Linked DNA regions of Sus scrofa: all the other regions are linked to region 2. Evidence: chromatin contacts called from public HiChIP or PLAC-seq data. All regions are on one chromosome and are shown on one strand. Each heading gives the region's core, a stretch centred on a gene start, on an enhancer-like site or on the middle of the called end of the contact. The rest is flanking DNA. Distances are from core to core; before and after follow the strand shown. Region 1 overlaps P4HA2 (prolyl 4-hydroxylase subunit alpha-2). Region 2 overlaps LOC102167059 (a long non-coding RNA gene). Region 3 overlaps P4HA2 (prolyl 4-hydroxylase subunit alpha-2).

Region 1 (2,980 bases), core at 251-2,750, 140 kb after region 2:
TCTATCAATGGTATTAGCTGTATTATGGTTCTGTCCTTCAAGACACATTAATAAAACTGAACTACACAAATTAATACAAGCTACAGCTCCACCACAACATGGGTGAATCCTAAAAACAACTCTCAAATATGAAAGAAGCCAAACACATACACCCCAAAAAATACTGATTCCACTGCAAAAAGTTCAAAACCAGGGAAAAGAAAAAAACTACTATTTTTATAGGGATGTACACATAGATGGTAAAACTACAAAGAAAAGCAAAGGCATGACTACCCCAAATCACTAGACAATGGTTACCCCTGAGGTACTGGGGGCAGGTCAGAGATGTGATCACGCAGGGACTCACAGGGGGCTCCTGAGGTGGAAATTTGAAGATGATCTCTTCTCTAACCCAGGTGGTGCTGACACGGGGGCTGCTGTGCACTCTCATATTCTTTAAACTGTACATCTACGTATCACAAACAATTCTATGTATCTCAAAAATCTTAAAAAAGAAATTTCAATTTGTAACAGCATCACAATCATGGACATACATGATCTCTATGTTCTCTGAGAGGCAAGGAGAGACAACCTGCCTCACTTTCCAGAAAGGACACTGAAGCCTGGAGGCAAAAGAGTGCTGAAAATGGATCTAGAACCTAAGAGCAGGGTATTGCCACCAAAGTATTCATTACCCAGATTCTGCATGCACAGAGAAGATGCGTAGGAAATGATGAACTTGATAAAAAGCTCCCCATCTCAAAAAATACTTCAAATAAGGCTCCTTAAGGCTTCTGGCAGGGACAATTTATTTTTTGGTTAAAGCCACATTAATAGAAATTCCATAAAAACAAACATGTAAACAAGGTATCAGAACTTTGGTTCATTGAAATATCTCACACCTAAAGCATCTGAGGTACAAAAGCACCTTACTGGGTGCTAGACAGCCTGACTCTGCTGCAGCCACTCCAACACTACCCTTGGACCAGAGATAGCACAGACTGACCGGAGAGACTGGACCCATGTCACTCAGAACCTTCCCCAGTCCACTCTCTGCTCCAGAAACACATTCATGCCTCCAAAGACCCGTGTGACAAGGGCTGGAGCACACAGGGAGGTCTGTCATGTTGAACTTGAAGACAATACGGGCTATGGGGCCAGGAAGGGGAAGGGCAGAAAAGGATGTCAGTCAACTTCTGTTGATCCACATGGCCTCAAGAACTCCTGTCCTCGTTCATGGAACCACTTATTGGAAACTGTGAACAGATAAAAAGTATGTTACCAATCTGTTGCTGGGTAGGCAGCCAAAACATTTTTAAAATTTTTATTGAAGTATAGTTTATTTACAATGTTATAATAATCTCTGCTGTACAACAAAGTGATTCAGTTACACATATACACACATCCATTCTCTTGAGTCTTCAGGATGACTCCTCCACTGAGCCTGGGAATCAGACATGACTAAGACTTGGTCTCAGGCCTCAAGTTGCTTATGAGCTGGTGAGGAAGAAAGATAACTGTACAAAAATCTGTCAGTGACACGCGATATATGTGTGTACATTGCCATGGAAACAGAGCCAAAGGGCACCTAAACATGCTGGAGAAGAGGAAATGCCAGGGCTGGGACAGGAAGCTGAGTAGGAGTTACCCAGGGAAGACGGACAGGGGAGACAGTTTCTATACCAACGGGGTCCAGGCAGTGGGAACAGGATGAGAAAGATATCAAGGCATGAGCCACCCTGGTGTGTGTCAAAGACCCCAACAAGCCTGATGTTATTGGGATGTGGCCTGTGGCAACTGAGAGGCAGGAGATACAGAAGCCTGTCAGGATCATGGAGGGCCTAGATGTTAACCTCAGGAGCTCTGGGCCAGCAGATCAACCTGTGCTGTGGGTAGCAGAGAAGCAGAGCTGGTGCTCGCACTGTCTATCATCTAAAGCTGTGTCTTAAATGCTCAAGAAAGACAATTTCATATAGACTCCATATAGACTCTTTCATAATGTATAAAAAATTGATTTTAATATCCTAATGAAGTCACAGTATTTTTAAATATAATTTATAGCGCTTAATTTTGAAGTAATAGATATACTCAGTTGAAAAAATCAAATCGTGCTACAAGGTGTATAATGATAAATAGCAATCACCTACCTACCCCTTCCCACCACCAACCCCACTTCCACTGAACATTCAACTCCTGTATGTTCATTTATCCTCATTTTTCTAAATAATATACTTACAATGCTATTTCTTGACTTTCAACTTAAGATCTTATATGTTGACAGTCTACCATGGAGAAGTCGGAGAGTTGGAATTCTTTATACCACTCTTAGATACATATTTCCCCTCCCATCTCTCAATACAGTTAAATCACGAGTTCCAGTTAAATTAATATTTAGTATTTCCATTATTATATCACATAAATATTATTCACACCTGAGCTACCTAATAGATTAATACAGTGGATGCCTGAACAACACATCTGAACTGCAAGAGTCCACTTAAATGCAGATTTTTTTTTAATAGTAAATACTATAGTACTATGTGATTCACAGTCGGTTGAATACACAAATGCAGAACCTCGGCTATAGAGGGACCACGTATATGGAAGGCCGAATATAAATCACATGCAGATTTTCAACTAAACAGAGGGTCAACACCCCATACCCCGGCTTTGTTCAAGAGTCAACTGTACTTATATTTCCTTTCTTGTACAACTTTTTTTCCTTTTCTCATTTTCTTTTTCATTTGCTTAATTTTCTGTGGACCTATCACTATTTATCCCCAAAACTCTCCCAGGGGGCTATACACTCTCTTTGTGACCACCCCTGTCACATCCTGGTTCGAGCCTTCCCATAGCTCACCAGGGCTGCTTCCAGAACAAGGCTCAAGTTTCAGCCTCCATGGTTCGGGCCCAGCCACATCTGGGGTTCAGTTTAAGCCTCATCTCTTGATCCCTGTGCCACAGGCCTCCCCGAATACAAGAGGCAAAGGCAGCCAGTCCT
Region 2 (2,834 bases), core at 331-2,830:
CATTCTGACAAGCTAATTGTTGGGAAACAAACCCAAATCCGACTAAGCCAGGTCCAAGCTCAGGCCCGTGAGGCCTGCCCTTGGGGGGCTTGGCTTGGGCAGCTGCAATGAAGCATGTACGTTGAGAGGGGCAGAAATCAACCACTTTATCAGTCCCCAATCCAATTCCCCATGCTGTTATGGCTGTGGGGCTGCTGCCTCCACTTCCAGTGTCTCCAGGGTCTCCTTGGAGGAGTTAGCCCGAGAAGGGCCCAGTCTGACTTGGATGTGAATAGTCTCTTGCCAGTACATTGTGGAGCGCAGGCCTCGTCCACAAGTCTCTGGCCCCAGAGCCTCTGGGAGGCCTGAGGAAGCTGTGATGTGCCCCTGTCCTAGGGGAGAGAACAGGCCAGAGGTCCTCCTGGGGTCTGGGTCCCTAGTCAGTCCCCTAGCACATCCTGGTGCTTTCACCTTCCCGGATCCTTTCAACTCTACTTCTTTCCACCCTACACTACCTGTCCCCAGGCAGATGACCACCACGACTGCCCCATGGGCACTTGTTTCTAAGACAGACCCCTCTTGCTTCTCTCCCCAGGTAGCCAGATGGATTCATGCGCCTACTAATTCATTCAGTACATATTTACTGAGGCCTATGAAATATCAGGAACTATGCCAGGCTCTGCAAAGAATCCAGCACTTGAGGTGCTTCCATTCTTACATTTTAGTGCATTAGTCTGGCTGTGTCCTATACGGGTTGCCTACTGGCTCAGTGTGAGCTCCAAGCTCACTGCGACCCTGCTCTGCCATTCTGGCTCCACAACCCTGAGAGTCCTCCAGCCTCACTGTGCATAGCCCTCTGTCTCCCCCACAGCAGCCCTGGGCCCTAGGAACAAGAACCAGCTGCAGCTCTCCTGCCATCTCCAAGGTTCCTGTGCCTGGAATGCACCTCGGATATTTTTCTACCAGTAGCAAAGACTAGTGTCCAGCGGGAAGTTGATATGTACTCTCCTGGGACCGTCTCCTCAACAATGATCCCGAGGCTTGCCTAGCCACCCTCTGGGCCTTAGGGGTACATGATCATCTGTTAGGAGACTGTGAGGTCTCTGCTCTGAAGTAAGCTCCATCTTCCAGGTCTGGGGAGGACCACTCACTACATAGGTGCTGGTAGTGGCTGTGTTCCAGGGTTTAATGAAAGTGAGCCTCTTCTCACTCTGATTAATAGAAATACTCACAGGTTTTATGGAACTCAGGATGGAAAAGCAGCATGATTTTCCCAAAGTTTAGAAAATGCTCCATGGGGCAAAGATCAGCACCAGGCTACAAGGTACTCTACACAACTAGAGATGCTGTTATCATGATCCTTATCAACAACGGCATGTGAGAGGTGAGCCAAGAGGATGACCTTGGGTCACCCAGGAGCCAGGGGAGCTGAGAAGCCAAGGTCAGCAAAGCTGCCTGCTCCTTCTCCCACTAAATGGATTTGGAAACCATGTCAAAGGAAGCAGGAGAAGGGAGGGAAGCCCAGTTCTCTGGCAATGTGTCATACTTCCTCTTGCCCAGAGCCTGGGGCAGCCCCGAGTTGTCCTGGTGGAGGCCCTGGCTCCTGCCCAGGCCTCTTGTGCAAACAGGGCTGGAAAAGGGTGGGGTCATTTCATGTGCTGAGAGTGGAGGCCAGGGAAACAACAACGATTGCTCCAGCTCCAGCTTGGAGTCAGAAACTATGTAGCTCACAGTCTCCCTGGTCCTTCCACACCCAGGAAGGTCTCCCTGACTGACCCCCACAACATTTAGGCCCTTTATCCCACTGAGGTCTCTCTAGGGAAGTTGCTATAGGCCCTCCCAGATTTTCAGCTAAAACAGAAACTTTAGCCCTCCCTAAGGCCAGAGAAACAGCTGGCCTAGATTCACAGAACGCCTCTGACTCGGTTAGACCCAACACCTCCTCTCACAGGTCCAATCCCTGGAAATGCACATCAACCAGTTTTGGAACCCAGGTAGAAATCAGAGGAAGCTACAAGAGCCTTAGGCCATGTCCTCAGGCACAGTCACACCAAAAGCTCCTGTGCTTTTGACACTCAGGGACAGAGAGACACAGTCTTGGGCTCCAGACCAAAGAAAATCACCAGGCATAGCTGTGGGCCTGGGTCCCCTAATTATCATGAGCCCCATGGTGAAGGAGCTCTTTCCTTAGTGTTAGCCAGCCATAATGTCCAGGAGTCCCAGGCAGACAGACAGATAGAAGAGGCCCATTACAGTGACAGACAGGGGAACAGGCTGGGGTGCCAACAGTAAGAAATGGACAGACATTGACAGAATCACTGGCACTGACAGACTCAGCCAAAGCATGGAAGGGACAGATGGAGAGACCAGCGGGGGATGGTGGTAATGACAGACTGACAGACACAGAGGTAGATAAAAAGACAGCTAAGTCCTTGGCAGGGATGGGCAAAGACATAGCTACTGCTGTTGGAGGCAGCAGTTCTGTCCTGAGCTCAGCCCTAGAGGCTCTTGGAATTTCTCCCCCTTAGCACTGCAACCAGAGACTTTGAGGGACTCTTTCCAGAGCCACAACTCCCCAGGTCTCACGATCCTCAGGAAGGGAGCAGACTGGGCCCTCAATGTCCCTGGAGCCAAACTCAAGAATCAACTCATACCCCCATCACCATCTCCCATTCCCAATCTTGTGGGGCAGGAATGGCTCCCCCATCTCCCTCCTGGGGCCAGTGGATCTGCTGGTTCTGGGAAACGTCTTCTTGGGGATCACTGTGAGTCCAAACTCTGTGGGCATAGTGGATAGTGCCAGGTAGAGGCTGTCGTCCACTGCTTTCATGGTTATCAGAGGATGCTTAGTTCCA
Region 3 (3,000 bases), core at 236-2,735, 150 kb after region 2:
AACAAAAGATGACCCTTCCCTGATCCATGGGCAGAGTTTACCTGGGACCAGACAGGGGCCCACTGGAGGGTCTCTGGCTAGTGCAATGTCTCTGACTCTTCCTTCAAAGGCTGCTCCCCTTCCTCCAGGAAGCCCTCCCTGGTGCCTCCAATCCAGGAAGACCTCTCCTTTCTTACTCCCCACTGTACCAATTGCCAGTGCTGCTCATTTGGAACTAACCAGAATGGGCTCCTCATACTAACATGTGGCCATCTGAGAGTCTTGGCTACAAAGCACTCAATCAGATTGAGTGACAATAAAAGGGATAGAGGACAGTGAGGGTAACTGACAGGGATACAGGCTCAAACTCAGGGAGGACCTGATGAACACTCAGTGAAAATGAGTCACATGGAAAACCTAGATCCACGATTACTGGGCTGGCCAGGTAATCACAGACTCCCAGCCCATATTTCAGGGTGAAGAGCCCCAGGGACCGAGGCAGCCAAGTCAGAAAGCCCAGCTGGTCACTCATTACTGGCCAATGGATCTTATCATCCAGACAGCTGATGACGACCGGAAGTGTCCTGGAAGTGTCTGGAACTGTCTCCACCCCCAGACTAGGGACTAGAGGACCATCTGACCAGGCCGAGTATTGAGCTGGGACTGCACAAGCCTGGCATGGTCCCACACTGGACTTTACTCTGCTTTCTAGGGTCCTCCCACCACTCAGACCTGCAATGAGCTCAGGGCAGGAATGACCCAATTGCAGTGCTCAAGACCACAGCCTGGAGCCTGGGAGAGCCCCAACAAAAGCAGTATCCAAGGAAGCTGTTCTGGGACTCCAAGCACTAGCTGTAAAGCAAGACAGGCACCTCCTGCAACCTGAGGAACTCTGGGGTGGGTGGGGTGGAGAGCAGGCCCTCCCGTGCTGATTCAGGGGCTTCAGGTGTGCTCGTGAGCTGAGAAATGAAAGGGGAATTAATTCTAAGGCCATTTCTCCTCTGGCCTCTTCCCCAGAGCAGCAACATCCACAACCACCAACTCTTACGACCTCAGGCTCACTCACCCACTTCCAGCCAGGCCTGGGGACTGAGAGACTGAGACACTGCAACCCTGTCTTCCTCATGGCTGCATGGTCAGGGACTCTAAGGGTTTACAGTCCAGGGGGGGAAATGCTTCCAGAAAAAGCCACAATGCCAGCATGTCTCCCTGCCTCCTCCCTCCCCATTTCAGGGGCAGGAACTCTGAAAAGCAAGAGGTGAAAACAACCGATTGCTCTCCGGGGCGGTCCTCTCTCCCTTCGAGTAATTATAAGGTTTTCCAAAGAAACCAGATGTTGACGGAGGGGGCTGGGAAGGAAGAACAAGACTGGAGAGCAGGCGATCATCTGGACAGGCTTCTTCTCCCACACTGCAGGCAGAACAGCCAGTTCTGAGCCATGGGCTCAGGCTGGAAGACAGGGCTCTGGCAAAGGCAGCCAAGGCTTCTGGAGGCAGTGAGTTCACTGGGCACAGCTCCAGCCCGGCTGAGCTCACCAATTCCTTCCCAGAGGCCACCCTGCTCCCAGCCAAGCCCAGCCCACGCTAGCCACATGGGCTAAAATGCCTCAGCCAGAGACCACTAGGCTGAAGTTAATCAGCACTTCCAACTCAGGGAGAAGAGGCAGCGAGTCCAGGGGAGCTGGGCCCAAGGCTGGAATCAGGAGGGCCCACCTCCAGGCGTGCCACACCATCTCCTGCTGACTGGAAAATAGTCGACCGTAGAAAGTCCTACCACAGTTAAAGCCCCAAGCACAGCTGAAGTTTTTTTAAAAAAAAAAAAAAAAAAAGTCATCCTCTGACCTGCAAATACTACTTTCAGGAATTTATCATAACAAAATAATCAGAAATGGGCACAAAGATATGTGTAATATTGCTGATAATTTAGAAACAATTCCATGTCCGCTGACCTTACCAGTTTTACACTACATCAGTAATGATATAATACTGTCCAGCTATTAAAATCAGGTCGCAGAAGAACATTTAAACGACATGTAGAGAAGTTGAAAAATTCATGAAAACAGAATATGCTTACATCACAAATCTACTAATAGATACATTTTATTTCAAAAAGATACGAATGATAATGAATTCAGATGAGGCCCATGCTCCCCAGCTTGCACTGGCCGACCCCTCAGGCCACTCAACTCACTTTTGTCCATTCACATGGTCCCTCGCAGCAAGTGAGTTTGCATCCCCTGGTACACAGGCATGGTCCGTTTTTTCAAATGTATATAGCAAGTGTAAAAAGACTAGAATTATAACAGCAATGATCACTAGGCAAGTGGAGTAAGATTTGTAGTTTTCTTACATGACTGCTTCAGTATTTTCCAACTTCTCTATAAAAATGTATTTCTAAAGCATAGCTAGAAAAGAGTCACCACCGAAAAAGTGGTGCAAACACTGGGAAAAGGCAAGAACTGACTATGAATATATAGTGAAATCAAGGACAGCCAACTGCCAGGTCCCCGTAGAGAAGAGAGAGCCATGGGACCGGCAGGCTCCACATTCACACAGCGCACATGTCCCTCAATGTCCCCACCCAGCACAGGCTCAGACCCCACACTCCCCAGGTGCGAGCACCTGCTCACTGTCCCCCACCTGCAGCCGAGTCCTGCAGGACGAGGTCCTCCAGCACAGGCCAGTCTGTGTTCAGCCGCTTCACCAGTTTATAGGCATTCACAGGGTGGGCCAGGTAGCCCTCAGGGTCAGCAGCCGACTGGCTGGTCAGGGCTTCCATTTTGCTGGCCCAGCTGTGGAACCAGAGAAAAAGGAAAATTAATACACCTACTCACATGGTTCTTGACCTGGGAAAATTTCCCTGTTGAGATTTAAGGAATCTCTACCTAGAAAGAAAAAAGCAGTGAGTCCTCAGCCCAGGTACTTGGCCACTCTGGGGACCAGCAGGAAGTAACCTCCAGGCCAGCCCCACACTGCCCCCTCAAGGGCTTCCTCTTACAGGCACCCTGGATGGGTCCCTGGG

What was found. HiChIP or PLAC-seq counts read pairs in DNA pulled down with a chosen protein or histone mark.
Region 1: an H3K27ac HiChIP or PLAC-seq map of alveolar macrophages shows a contact between it and region 2. The contact joins two enhancer-like sites. A contact is called at or near these places in 4 of 47 Hi-C or Micro-C datasets (blood, mesenteric adipose tissue and skeletal muscle) and 2 of 2 datasets of contacts at active chromatin or transcription factors (alveolar macrophages and skeletal muscle).
Region 3: an H3K27ac HiChIP or PLAC-seq map of skeletal muscle shows a contact between it and region 2. The contact joins two enhancer-like sites. A contact is called at or near these places in 10 of 47 Hi-C or Micro-C datasets (blood, embryonic fibroblasts, epiblast stem cells and 6 more) and 2 of 2 datasets of contacts at active chromatin or transcription factors (alveolar macrophages and skeletal muscle).

Annotation. Positions count from the first base shown.
Region 1 is chr2:134,501,446-134,504,425 of Sscrofa11.1, forward strand. It overlaps P4HA2 (prolyl 4-hydroxylase subunit alpha-2), which reads right to left. Exons shown (of 18, transcript XM_021085438.1): 18 at 765-1,235. The coding sequence ends at 1,165. Among named protein-coding and RNA genes, the nearest start is that of PDLIM4, 53 kb to the right of the region's middle. Within about 2 kb of position 1,501, at least 7 of the 83 cell types and tissues checked have an H3K27ac peak or open chromatin away from gene starts, as enhancers often do. A contact at or near this core is called in alveolar macrophages, where this site is marked.
Region 2 is chr2:134,365,416-134,368,249 of Sscrofa11.1, forward strand. All of the region lies in intron 3 of LOC102167059 (a long non-coding RNA gene), which reads right to left. Among named protein-coding and RNA genes, the nearest start is that of CSF2, 12 kb to the left of the region's middle. Within about 2 kb of position 1,581, at least 26 of the 83 cell types and tissues checked have an H3K27ac peak or open chromatin away from gene starts, as enhancers often do. A contact at or near this core is called in alveolar macrophages, embryonic fibroblasts, omental adipose tissue and 2 more, where this site is marked.
Region 3 is chr2:134,520,371-134,523,370 of Sscrofa11.1, forward strand. P4HA2 (prolyl 4-hydroxylase subunit alpha-2) reads right to left here. Exons shown (of 18, transcript XM_021085438.1): 7 at 2,619-2,770. Among named protein-coding and RNA genes, the nearest start is that of PDLIM4, 34 kb to the right of the region's middle. Within about 2 kb of position 1,486, at least 36 of the 83 cell types and tissues checked have an H3K27ac peak or open chromatin away from gene starts, as enhancers often do. A contact at or near this core is called in embryonic fibroblasts, omental adipose tissue, skeletal muscle and 1 more, where this site is marked.